2 separate regions of the Xenopus laevis genome follow, and region 1 is linked to region 2. The links are chromatin contacts, called in public Hi-C maps. All regions are on one chromosome and are shown on one strand. Each heading gives the region's core, a stretch centred on a gene start, on an enhancer-like site or on the middle of the called end of the contact. The rest is flanking DNA. Distances are from core to core; before and after follow the strand shown.

Region 1 (6,040 bases), core at 3,532-6,031, 170 kb after region 2:
AACCAGCTATACTGAAAAACAGAACCTCCTCTAGGCTGCCAGTCCACACAACACCTACAAAATAACCAATCACAGCCCTTATTTGGCACCCCAGGAACATTTGTTAATTTATGCTTGTTTTACTCCACAACTCTTTTTACATTTGAATGCGGCTCCTGGGTAAAAAAAAAGTTGGTGTTCTTGTCTACAGTTTTAAATGTTTTGTGTTAGATCCAAATGCAAGTTAATCAGGGTATTAAAACCTTCATAGGCCCCTGTATCTAGTCAATAGAAACAGCAAGACAATGTGTGAAATTGCCTAACAGTCCTAATATTTCATGTCTGTGTAAAGCTGAGAGCCAATGTGAAGAATCTCACCCCTACTGTTATAACTTCATTTTGGTGTATCTCAAGCACCAAAAATAGATTGGAAAGGTGCAAAGGGCAAGGGTTACTAAGACTAAACAACTATTGCTATGCAGGAATACAGACATTATATTGTATAGATGTTTTAATCTCTGTAACTAAATACAAGTGCAAGGAGCTCAATGCGGAGAAAGAGCTATCAGCCATGTTTTACCTACATTGCATTTAGAAGAAATCTAAAAAACTGCTGTTAACCTTCACAGCCCTGATCACTGCCCAACTCCAAAATGTGTCTGAAGAGAGGCAAGTACTCCAAGTTCCAACTGGGTATTAATCCCCCTCTCTTTTCATTGCATAGTACAAATGTGCAAAATGATGTGCACTTTTATTCTTTTACAAAAATTCCAACATCATTGCAGCCAAGTCAATGTGGTGCATGGGGTGTGCATTTTGCACCAATCCCTGCACCCTGTGATTGTAAATGAGCCCTAGACTCCCATAACTGGGAATCTAAGATTAGTGTTGATATGACCTTCTAATCTTACACTTGTGACCTTGCAATTTATTTGTGTGCCAGCTGGCCCAGGCCAGGTTCAATGCCCTAATCCCGGTGAGTAAGACTGAATGGCATGAATCTTCTGCTAAGGAGAACACTCCTACTCTTGACATATCACTGATGGTTAACTAACCAAATCAACAGCTAAATATAAAAAAAATTATTAGAACAGACCTTAATTTACAGTTTAGAAGAGAAAAAGAAGAGAGTGACAAAAAAGAAACATGTAAATATATCAAGGGATTTCAATTCTGGAAAAAGGGGACGATGGCAAGAAGCAGGGGGCACGACGCGATGCTGAAGAGGGGACATAAGGAAACACTTTTATTTAGGAAGGGTAATAAAACATGGTATATCCTTCCTGCAGCTGTGCAGGGGTCTAAATCAGTTAAGGAATTTAAACCAGAAAGGGATGAATATAGACCTTTTAATGGGAAAAGTAGATGGACCATAATTCCATGATTTTATGTTGCTAAAACTCAAGTCACTTAAAGGACTAGGCAGAGTGCAGAGTAAATAAATAAATCCTATAGGAAATAATACATCCCCAACAGAAAATCTGTATGGCTCAGAAGGCGATATTTGAAAGTAATTGAAGGAAATTTTGCTGCTGGTCTGTTGTAAAGACATAATGTAGCCCAAACTGTCCAAATATATAGGGCATACAATAAAATACCCCAGTTTGTGGGTGGTCTGAACACAACCCAAAGCATCTTCAATTTTTTTCCCCAATTTAAAAATGATCTATCATCCTGCTTTAAGCATTAAGACTGAAGACTGAATTTATTTGGGAAAGAATGGGTTACATGGGCTCTTGGTGAAATTCTCCGCATTTCTTCTTTTTCTTCTGCTTATTATGTCTACATTCTTCCAAATAACTGGAATTTCAGAAGATAATCAAACTCATATTTAATACATAACACTGACATATTTGACACTGCTACAACCTAACAAAGAAAAGAAATTGGAATCATCTTTTAGAATGTTCTAATGAGCAGGGTATTTTTGCCTCCTATGTGAGTTAGTATTGTATGTAAACTGTATGTTGGTGTTGTTATACAGTACAGGTATGGGATCCGTTATCTGGAAACATGTTATCCAGAAAGTTCTTAATTGCGGAAAGGCCGTCGCCCATAGACTCGATTTTATCCAATGATCCCAATTTTTAAAAATGATTTCATTTTTCTTTGTAATAAAACAGTAGCTTGTACTTGATCCCAACTAAGATATAATTAATCCTCATTGGAAGCAAAACCAGCCTATTGGGTTTATTTAATAATTACATGATTTTCTAGTAGACTTAAGGGATGAAGATCCCCATTACAGAAAGATGTACTAGATCCCGTGCATTCTGGACAACAGGTCCCATACTTGTACCATGTAATATATTTCACAGTACTTTCTATATGTGTTAATAATGAAATAGTTTTTGCAACCTTACAGGGCATTTTTAAACAAACTCAACCTGCAGTGTAACTACCATGGAAATTCCACTGACACCAAACACACCACTACACACTATAGCGAGGATATATTGCTGGTTCCAGATCATTATCAAAGGTAGGCCATCTCCCATAATTTTAAGCAAATCATTCCAAAATGTGGTCTGATAGACAGTTAAATCTAATATACAGTATCTTTTTGGGGCTCCCTTTCCAGAGCTAACTCAAATAACTGATTCCAGCATAAAAAAAAGTCCAACAAAATAACTGACTCTGGCACAAATCCTGTATGTAGAGAGACTCTATTTCTGGAGAGACTGTATTAGACTGTCAATCAAGATCTGACTCCTAACTTCTGCATGAAGAGAGAATTTAGACAGACAGATGCTGATAGGGGAAGAATGAATTGTACATAATTTTTAACAGATTATACTTAGAAAATTTCAGCCTGAAGATAAGATAATATAAGATACCGTATATAATCATTCAATTTTCATTTTCGTGATTGTTCCCCCATGTGAATGATTTTTAGCAGACTGAAAGCATGGTGATCCAAACTCCTGAAGGATCCCTTATCAAAAAAACCCCAGTGTTCCAAGCATTCCGGATAATAGATCCCATACCTGCATATGATTTCTTTTAATCTTTTTGAATGTGTCACTCATTATTATTTGTCCACAGTATCTCCAAGAAAATAAAGAGGCAGAGGCTTCTCCAATGCTCTAAAAGTTTCATCTTGGAATAACATTTGCTTTTTAAGGACGTTCTAAACATCTCTTCTAAAACACACAAAATATCATCCAGTACCACAAAAACAAAAATGGGGCAATTTTTTTCATGAATAAATTATTATATAGAAAGCTGGAAAACTAGCATCAATCTTGACATCGATTATGGGTTATAAATAATGGATCATGTCATGTAAACACTCTTTAAGGAAAGTTTGAAACATGCTGAGTAATGTGCACAATAGAGATAATGAATTTTATATATAGGAACAAAAAACAAACATATTGAATGCTGGTGAATCATCACTGAGTTTATACTGATGAGAAAAAGTATTTCCTCAATATGGAAATACCAGTAAAACTAAACATTGCTGTCTAGATCTCACCAAATCACATGGGAATTGGCAGCCGGATCCCTCCTAAGGCATTAAATAGTCCACTCAATAGACTTACAAAGGCTTAAAGTTGATGAAATACAAATACTTTGCTGTTTTGGGGTCTTATTGTTTATTATTTCAGCAAATATTGGCTTTGCTGAGTGGACTGGGCCCCCTACAGCTCACCAGCAAACCTGGCAACAATGGCTCGTGGAATTGTCCTTGACTTGGCCTCACTAAGGGACCGATCCTCTGGAATTTTGGGTGGAAATTCTGATCCTTTGTTGAGTCATACAATGTATACCAACTGCCTGGCTCCCTACTGGATAATTGGAAAATACTTATATTATTCGTAGGGCTGAGTCTACCCCCTCTATCAAATTTATTAATGTAGCACAGGCATTCCATTATTGAAATGACATAACCCCAGATGTTTATCAACCCTTACTTTACTATCAACCCTTGTGTACCCTGAACTACAGTTTCCAATATCTTTTCCTATATTAACCAGCAACAGCTGGGGACACAAATGTACTCGCTGTCATCCTGGAAGCCATTATGCCTGAGTTAGCCAAAACAGGGATAGTTTAATAAAAGGGAAGAATAGGCAGCAAGTCATTTTAATTGTTTAGCTACGCTGCCTGTGTGTGAGATGTGCCACCAGATGGAAAACTCCAGTGGCAAGCCATTTCTTTGAATGCAAGTAGATAAAAATTGATCATGATTGGAAGTGGAGGCCAGAGTAGCATGGTGGATAAAGAGCAGTTTCTTACAGGGAATGAGTCTGTATCTATTATGGTTTAGACCAGGGGTCCCCAACCTTTTTTACCCATGAGCCACATTCAAATGTAAAAAGAGTTGGGGAGCAACGCAAGCATGAAAAAGTCCCTTGCGGTGCCAAATAAGGGCTGTGATTGGCCATTTGGTAGCCCCTATGTGAACTGGCAGCCTACAGGAGACTCTACTTGGCAGTATACTTATATTTTTAATTTTTATGCAATTAAAACTTGCTTTCAAGACTAGAATTCAAAAATAAGCACATGCTTTGAGGCTACATGTTGCTCATGGGCTACTGGTTGGGGATCATTGGTCTAGACGGTATTGATGTGTGGGTCAGGTAAAACCCGACCAACACCCGATCCTAAACCGCCCTCCCTCCACCTGCGCTTGCCTGAGCCTGACATCCAGCTTCCGTTTATAGACCAGTGCCGCCAATGTTGTCACAAAAGGGGCGGGCAATCAGGCGTGCATCTATAAAAAAGGAAGCCGAAAGTCGGAAGCCAGCAGTGCAGGGTGGGTGGGCAAAAGTGGTGCGAGGTCAGCCTGATCCCGACCCGTGGCTGGCTCACACATCACTACTAGACGGGTATACTCTATCAATCAGTAGTAAGTTAAAGTAGGGACACCCCGACATTAGAACTTGTGGTATGCCAAGTGCTTCTTTGGAAAACAAGTTCCTAGGTAAGTACTGTATATATTTACTTTTTAATTATTTGCTTGGTCAGGTAATACAAATAATGATCATAAATCCATTTCCTACTGTATGTCATTCAATTCCAGGCTGAGTAATTATTATAGTCCAAGTGCAGAAAGCTCTGTGCAGGTATGGGATCTGTTATCGGACACCCATTATCCTCCGATTTACAGGAATGTCAACTCCCATAGACTCCATTCTATCCAAATAATCCAAAATGTTAAAATCTGTTTCGTTTTTCTCTGTAATGATAAAACAGTACCTTGTACTTGACCCAAACTACGATATAATTAATCCTGATTAGAGGCAAATTTAGCTTTTTGGGTTTATTTTATGTTTAAAAGATTTTCTATTAGGCTTAATGTATGAATGATCCGTTATCTAGAAAACACCAGGTCCCAAGAATTCTGGATAACCATACCTGTACTATATTTTGGCTGTAATACTCAGGATATCACCTCCAGTTGTACATTGTTCTGGCAAAACCAAGGGCAGCTTGGATCTTTTTGCAACCAGAGGTAGCATAGACTTGGAGATATGTGAGGAAATGCCCTCTAGTTATAATTTGATCACTTTTTCCTGTGTGTTGCAGAATTTCCTCATATACTTAATAATACATTTGCAATAAATTTCCTACCACATGAACATTTTTCCCAGCATTTTAATGAATATATTTCGGTGACTTGGATGTTTTTGGCTCAAAGGGTAAAATGGTTTTTATCTTCTTAATGCTGAAGAACACCTTCTGAAGACAAAAGCAAGGGGCGACGTTGGAAAATAGCTACTGAGCAAAATCATTAATTTTCTATCCAAATCTGGAGAAAAATCATGAAAAGTTTCAGATGTCAGAAAAGGTTGATAAAAAAAAGAAAAATATCTACTTTTAATAAATCTGAAATAGTTTTTGTAGCATTATTGAGGGTGCTATGCACTTTATGTGGAAGGGAGGTGCATGAACACAAACGCACCCCTTAATGTTTACTGTAACAGCACTTGGGATCTGGCTGCCCCTCTGCACAGGACTGGAGCAGAGCACAGAGCCAACAAATACAAAGAAATCGTGTCCTTACAGGGAGGCAGAACTGTATTCATGGGGAGATAAAGCACTCTGCAATCTG
Region 2 (5,767 bases), core at 1,633-4,132:
AATATTTTGTGAGAGTTTTAAACATCCTATAAGTAATGTAACCATAAAATACTTTCAGAGTACAGGAAGAGTAAAAGTTAAAGAGGATCACAAATCTATCATATCAAAGTGTTTTCTCATTCTTATTAGCAGCATAGCAGGGAAGAACCAGGCTGCTATATTATCTGTCCCTACCAAGACCTTGAGCATTAATGCAACAGAGAGACCATTACATATTCATAATTTATATTAACTTTTAATAAGAAAAATATTAAAAAATTTAGTGTAGAAGAAAACAACCGTTAGTAGATATTAAAAACCATCACACAAAGCAGATCTACTAAGTTTAGATTTTTGTCAAATATAACCAATAGACTTGTGGAACAAATGAATCCTGTAACAGCGAATCAGGAGAGGGAATGAATTTGATACAGTAAGCGGTTAAAGCAGAAGTTACAGTAAATTAAATGTGAATTAGTATTAAGACTAAATAGTTACATTTAAATTGCACAGAAAAGTACTTAACAACTGGGTTATTGGCCATAATCTATGAAAATGCTTGCTTTTCCTTTTGAATAAGCGTCTCTCTGAAAGTGCTGGAAAACAGGAGAAGCTAGTGAATTAAATGCAGAAAGGGGCAAAAGCCTCTAATTTGTTTAGAATTAGGGCAGTTAAATTGGTCACAAGTCAAGGGCCACACCGTCTCTTGCTTGGCAGTATGGAATATTGTCTATTGCCTGGCAATATGAGATATTGTAGGGTCCATTGGTCTTTTTACAAGGTATATGTATGTCTTATGAATTGTTACAATTTGTATCTTCTGTAAAGTGGAATTAACCAGCACTATCTGAAGCATTCTTTCATTTTCCTCTACTGTATTTCAACAATGTTGCCCTCACAACAACACAAAGTAGCTGTGTCTGTCTTAGGAGGGCCTGACATCTGTGGGTGATTTTCTCTATAAGGAGCCATATTGTTGGTAGGACTGGAAGCAGAGTTTTTCTTATGAGGGCTTGACTTCTCCAGGTCATTCTCTCCAAAAAGAGGCCTACTATCCGCAGAGCTACATGTGTAGTTTGTCTCAAGAGAACATAACTTCTCCAGGTCATTTTGTCCAGAAGGAGGCATACAATGAGCAGAACTGAGAGTAGTATTTATCTCTGGAATTTGTGACTTTTCCAGGTTATTTTCTCCAGAAGGAGACATATATTGAGCAGAGGTGGGAGTAGAGTATATCCCTGGAAGGACTGACTTCTCCAGGTCATTGTCTCCAGAAAGAGGAGTACAACCAGAAGAATGGGGAGTAGGGTTTATCTCTGGAAGGCTTAGCTTCCCCAGGCTATTCTCTCCAGATTGAGTTACAGATTCAGCAGAGGAGGGAGTAGGGGTTTTCTCTGGAAGGTCTGACTTCTTCAGAATATTCTCTCCAGACTGAGGCATATGTTCAGGAGAGGTGGAAGAAGGGTTTATCTCTGGAAGGCCTGCCTCGTTAAGGATATTCTCTCTAGATGGTTGCATGTATTCATCAGAGGTGGGGAAAGGTATAATCTCTGGAAGACCTGACTTCTTTTGGGTATTCTCTCCAGATGGAGGCAAATATTCATAAGAGATGGGAGCAGGGTTTATCTCTAGAAGACCTGACTTTTCCAGTATATTCTCTCCAGATGAAGACATATATTCAGCAGAGGTGGGAGTAGGGTTTACCTCTTGAAGGCCTGACTTCTTTACAATATTCTCTCCAGATGGAGGCATGTATTCAGCAGAGGTGGGAGTAGGGTTTACCTCTGGAAGGTCTGACTTCTGCATAGTATCAGATTGAGGCATATATTCATCAGAGATGGGATTAGGGTTTACCTCTGAAAGGCCTGACTTCTCCAGTATATTCTCTGCAGATGGAGGCATATATTCAGCAGAGGTGAGATTGGAGTTTGCCTCTGGAAGGCCTGACTTCTCCAGGTTATTGTCTCCAGATGAAGGCATATATTCAGCAGACATGGGTGTAGAGCGTATCTCTGGAAGGCCTGATGTTTTTGGGTCATTTGCTTTAGCCGGAAGCATAAAGTCGCCATGGCTTGATGTAGATATTGTCTCAGGAGGGCTTTGCTTCTCCAGTCCATTCTCTACAGAAGGAGGCATAACATCAGCAGTGCTGGGAATAGGGGTTTTCCTTAGGGTTCCAGTATAATCATGTGATGCAGCAGAAGGGAGATCCTGCTCCAGACAGGCATCTGTAGAAGGAGTGGAGTGTGTAGGACTAGACCGTGGGGAAGGGATAACCTGTTGTTTCTTAGGAGGTATATCAATTGTATCAGTAGATATGTTGATCCCATGTTCCTGTAGTAGCACCCTGCAAGCATCATCCAATGTTGTAAACTGATAGATCCAACCCTTAAATTCAAATGCAATTGCAAAGGGAAACAGCCAACGGTATTTGACAGAATTCTGTTGCAGCCAGATCACCAGGGGCCTCATAGCCTTTCTCTTTTCTAAAGTAGAAGGTGATAAATCAGCATACAGTTGTACTTTGGTGCCTTTGAATTGATTCATGTTTATTTTCCTTGCAGCCTTCAGCAGAGCTTCCCTTTGTGATATCAGGGGTAACCTAACTAAGATGTCACGGGGCATATGAGAGTTTTTAGTTTTGTGCTGTATCCTGAATAGATAATCCACCTGGACAGTCTCATTGGGCAACAGGCTTTTGAATAAGTCAGCTGCAAAACTGGATAAATCTGACACTGAATTGGGGACACCACGGAGGCGGATGTTGTGTCTCCTCTGAGTATTATCAATGTCCTCCATGCATTCCTGAGTTACAGCCAAGTTTTTAGAGGCATGTAGGATTTCCCCCTCATTGACATTCATGGCTGATTCAGTTAGTTCTATGCGCTGTTCAGTTGCTCCATTTCGACCCCATAATTCACTCACCTCAGCTCTCACTGCCTCTAGAGTCTGCTGCATATTAACAACAATGCGGTCGTGGAAATGATCCAGCATGAGCTGTAGAGTTAGGGTAGAAGTAGCCATCATGTCCTCAGGCAAAGGGTTGATGGTTATGTCCTTCTAGTTTAATCCTTGGACCGTGGGCTTTAGTTCTGCTGTGCCAAATTCCTGTAGGATTGGAGCCTCTTGGTTATATTCACCTTCTTTCAAGCAAATCTGGTCAGGAGAATCAGTGCAATGATGCTAGGCAAGCTGTTCAACTGACATGGGGCCCCTCAAACCATGCTACCATGTGACCTAACCTGTACCAATAAGAAGGGGGGGTTTATGCTTTTTAGGGGGTTCTGCATGTGCCATTGTTATATAGTGCATTCTTCATTGTACTATGTGTATTGATCTGCTAAGATTTACACACAAAAAAGGGTATATGAATGTACTTACCATGGACCAGAAGTTTAATATACATGAAGACATGTAACTGTGATGAATCCTGCTCATGCACCCTACCTACGCAACAGGGGGACCCATTTTTTGTTTTGTTTTGTTTTGTTTCAATGTAAGGGTTATATCTTTGATTCTAAGGTGTTTTAAAGGGGAATTAAACCCCCAAATAATAAAAACCCCTAACCTCCATAATCCCCTCCTCCCTGCACTCCCCCACACAGATGTTAAAACCTGTTAATGCCCCTAAGACTGTAATTACCCCTCGTTACAGAGTCAGAGCAACAGAGCGCAACGGCAACATCTTCCGCCACTTCGGTAATCTTTAGGTCTACTTCTGGCGATTCTGTAATTTCTGACGCATACGCAATTATCACGAAGTGGAAGACTGCTCCAACTGCACATGTGCTGATACGACGATTACCTAACTAAGATTATGAAGCACTGAAGATGGCGCCCGTGCACTGACTCTGCAACGAGGGATAATTACAGGCTTAGGGGCGTTTACAGGGTGTTAACTTATGTGTGGGGGGAGAGCAGAGAGGGGGGACTATGGAGGGTAGGGGTTTTTATTAGTTGGGGGTGTTGAATTCTCCTATAAGAGAGTAAGCTGCAGGCTGCACTGGCAAGGATTCTATAACCATGGCCTGTGTGCAAATTATATGCTATTGCTTGGCCCATTCTAAGGAGCTATTGGCTGTTAGGGTATTTGTGTGTGGTAAGTGTTCCTTAGCTCCCTAGAAAATATTTAATTCTAGGTTTACACTAGCATCATTCTATCCTACAGAAATGCTGTCCTGGTAAGTAAGTTTCATGCCATCAATGTATGGGGAATATAAAGAAAAAGACAGATGTATACATCACTGCACATTGTAATCATATGTGGATGGGTAGCAGTTTAGGGTTAATGTCATTTTGTTTGCTTCTCAGCTGTCACTAAAAACTGAGAGAAATCACCCAAAATGCAGCATTGTCTCTGATGAAAGAAGACATAAGTGGGTGCCTGCATTGCATGCATTCAATGGCTGAGACTGCTTGATGTCCCCTGAAAGATCCAACCTGGATGGGCTTCAGATAGCAGTACATTCATCTGCCAGTCTGACTTCTATCACCCACGTACTGTGTTGGTTTCATGGAAAGGGTTAATAACCACCATAAGGCTTAGTCCACACCAGGCGATTCGGGGAGATTTAGCACCCTGGCGACTAATCGGCTCTTCTTTGAGGCGACTAATCTCCCCGAAACGCTTCCTCTTCTCCTGCGCCGGCTGTAATGAGAGTCGCCTGCGTTATGACACACACGGCGCTTAGTTTTCCGAAGTTGCTTGAAGTTTCCTCGTGAGGCCAAGAAGAGGCGATTAGTCGCCAGGCGCTACATCTTCTCGAATCGCCTGCTGTGGACTAAGCCTTAGTATGCAGAGTTATTTAAACTCTTCTCTGATAACTGGACGTGTCTGTGTTAATTACTGAGCAAAGAGACTTTAAAGGAAAACTAACCCTAAATATGAATATGCCTAAAATCGCCATATTTTATATACTGCACTTATTGCACCAGCCTAAAGTTTCAGCTTGTCAATAGCCGCAATGATCCAGGACTTCAAACTTGTCACAGGGGGTCACCATCTTGGAAAGTGTCTGTGACACTCACATGCTCAGTGGGCTCTGAGCAGCTGTTGAGAAGCTAAGCTTAGTGTTGGTCTGTTATTAGGGTTGCCACCTTTTCTGAAAAAAAAATAAATACCATCCTTCCGATATATATTTATCTTTTTTCCCTATTAACAATGCTAGGCCAGTAAAATGCCGGCCAGGTGGCAACCCTATCTGTAATATAAGCTGATGCTGCAAGGCTGATTATTAAATTCTGATGCTAATTGCACTGGTTTGTGTGCTGCCATGTAGTAATTATCTGTATTAATTACTGATCAGCCTTATAGTGTGACATTTCTATTCTATGTGTACTGTATATTGTGAGTGGGTCCCTAAGCTCAGTAAGTGACAGCAGCACAGAGCATGTGCAGTGAATCAGTAGAAAAGAAGGTGGGGAGCTACTGGGGCATCTTTGGGGACACAGATCAAAGGGTTGTGGTTGCCTTGGGCTGGTAGAGAAGAAATGTACAACATTTCTAGCCTACTTCTTCATTTAGGCTTTACTTCTCCTTTAAGCAACACAATTGAAATAACCTTGGCCATTTGTCTTCTGAAGTATGGTTTGTACAGTGCAATATTACAGGTTTGTGTGTATCTTCAATGTGATCCACCAGTGCTCTGCCAGAACATCCCTGCAAATTATTTTAAAATGATGGCAGCTATGTAGGTTCCTGCTATGTTCATATTTCCTTCTCTAAACATATACTGCCACCTTGTGGACAGCTTCAGACTTCTTTAGATTTTTTGCCAGAAATAAACTT

The links. Hi-C and Micro-C count contacts between places; a contact is called where the count stands out from the background.
Region 1: a Hi-C map of the XTC cell line shows a contact between it and region 2, with 7 times the contacts expected there. The contact joins the promoter of LOC108718205 here to the promoter of LOC108718201 in region 2. A contact is called at or near these places in 3 of 4 Hi-C or Micro-C datasets (the XL177 cell line, the XTC cell line and animal cap).

The regions. Positions count from the first base shown.
Region 1 is chr5S:117,845,467-117,851,506 of Xenopus_laevis_v10.1, forward strand. LOC108718205 (centrosomal protein of 63 kDa-B-like) reads left to right here and starts at 4,782. Exons shown (of 5, transcript XM_018265893.2): 1 at 4,782-4,909.
Region 2 is chr5S:117,678,841-117,684,607 of Xenopus_laevis_v10.1, forward strand. It overlaps LOC108718201 (flocculation protein FLO11), which reads right to left and starts at 2,883. Exons shown (of 1, transcript XM_018265887.2): 1 at 850-2,883. The coding sequence starts at 2,841. The coding sequence ends at 850.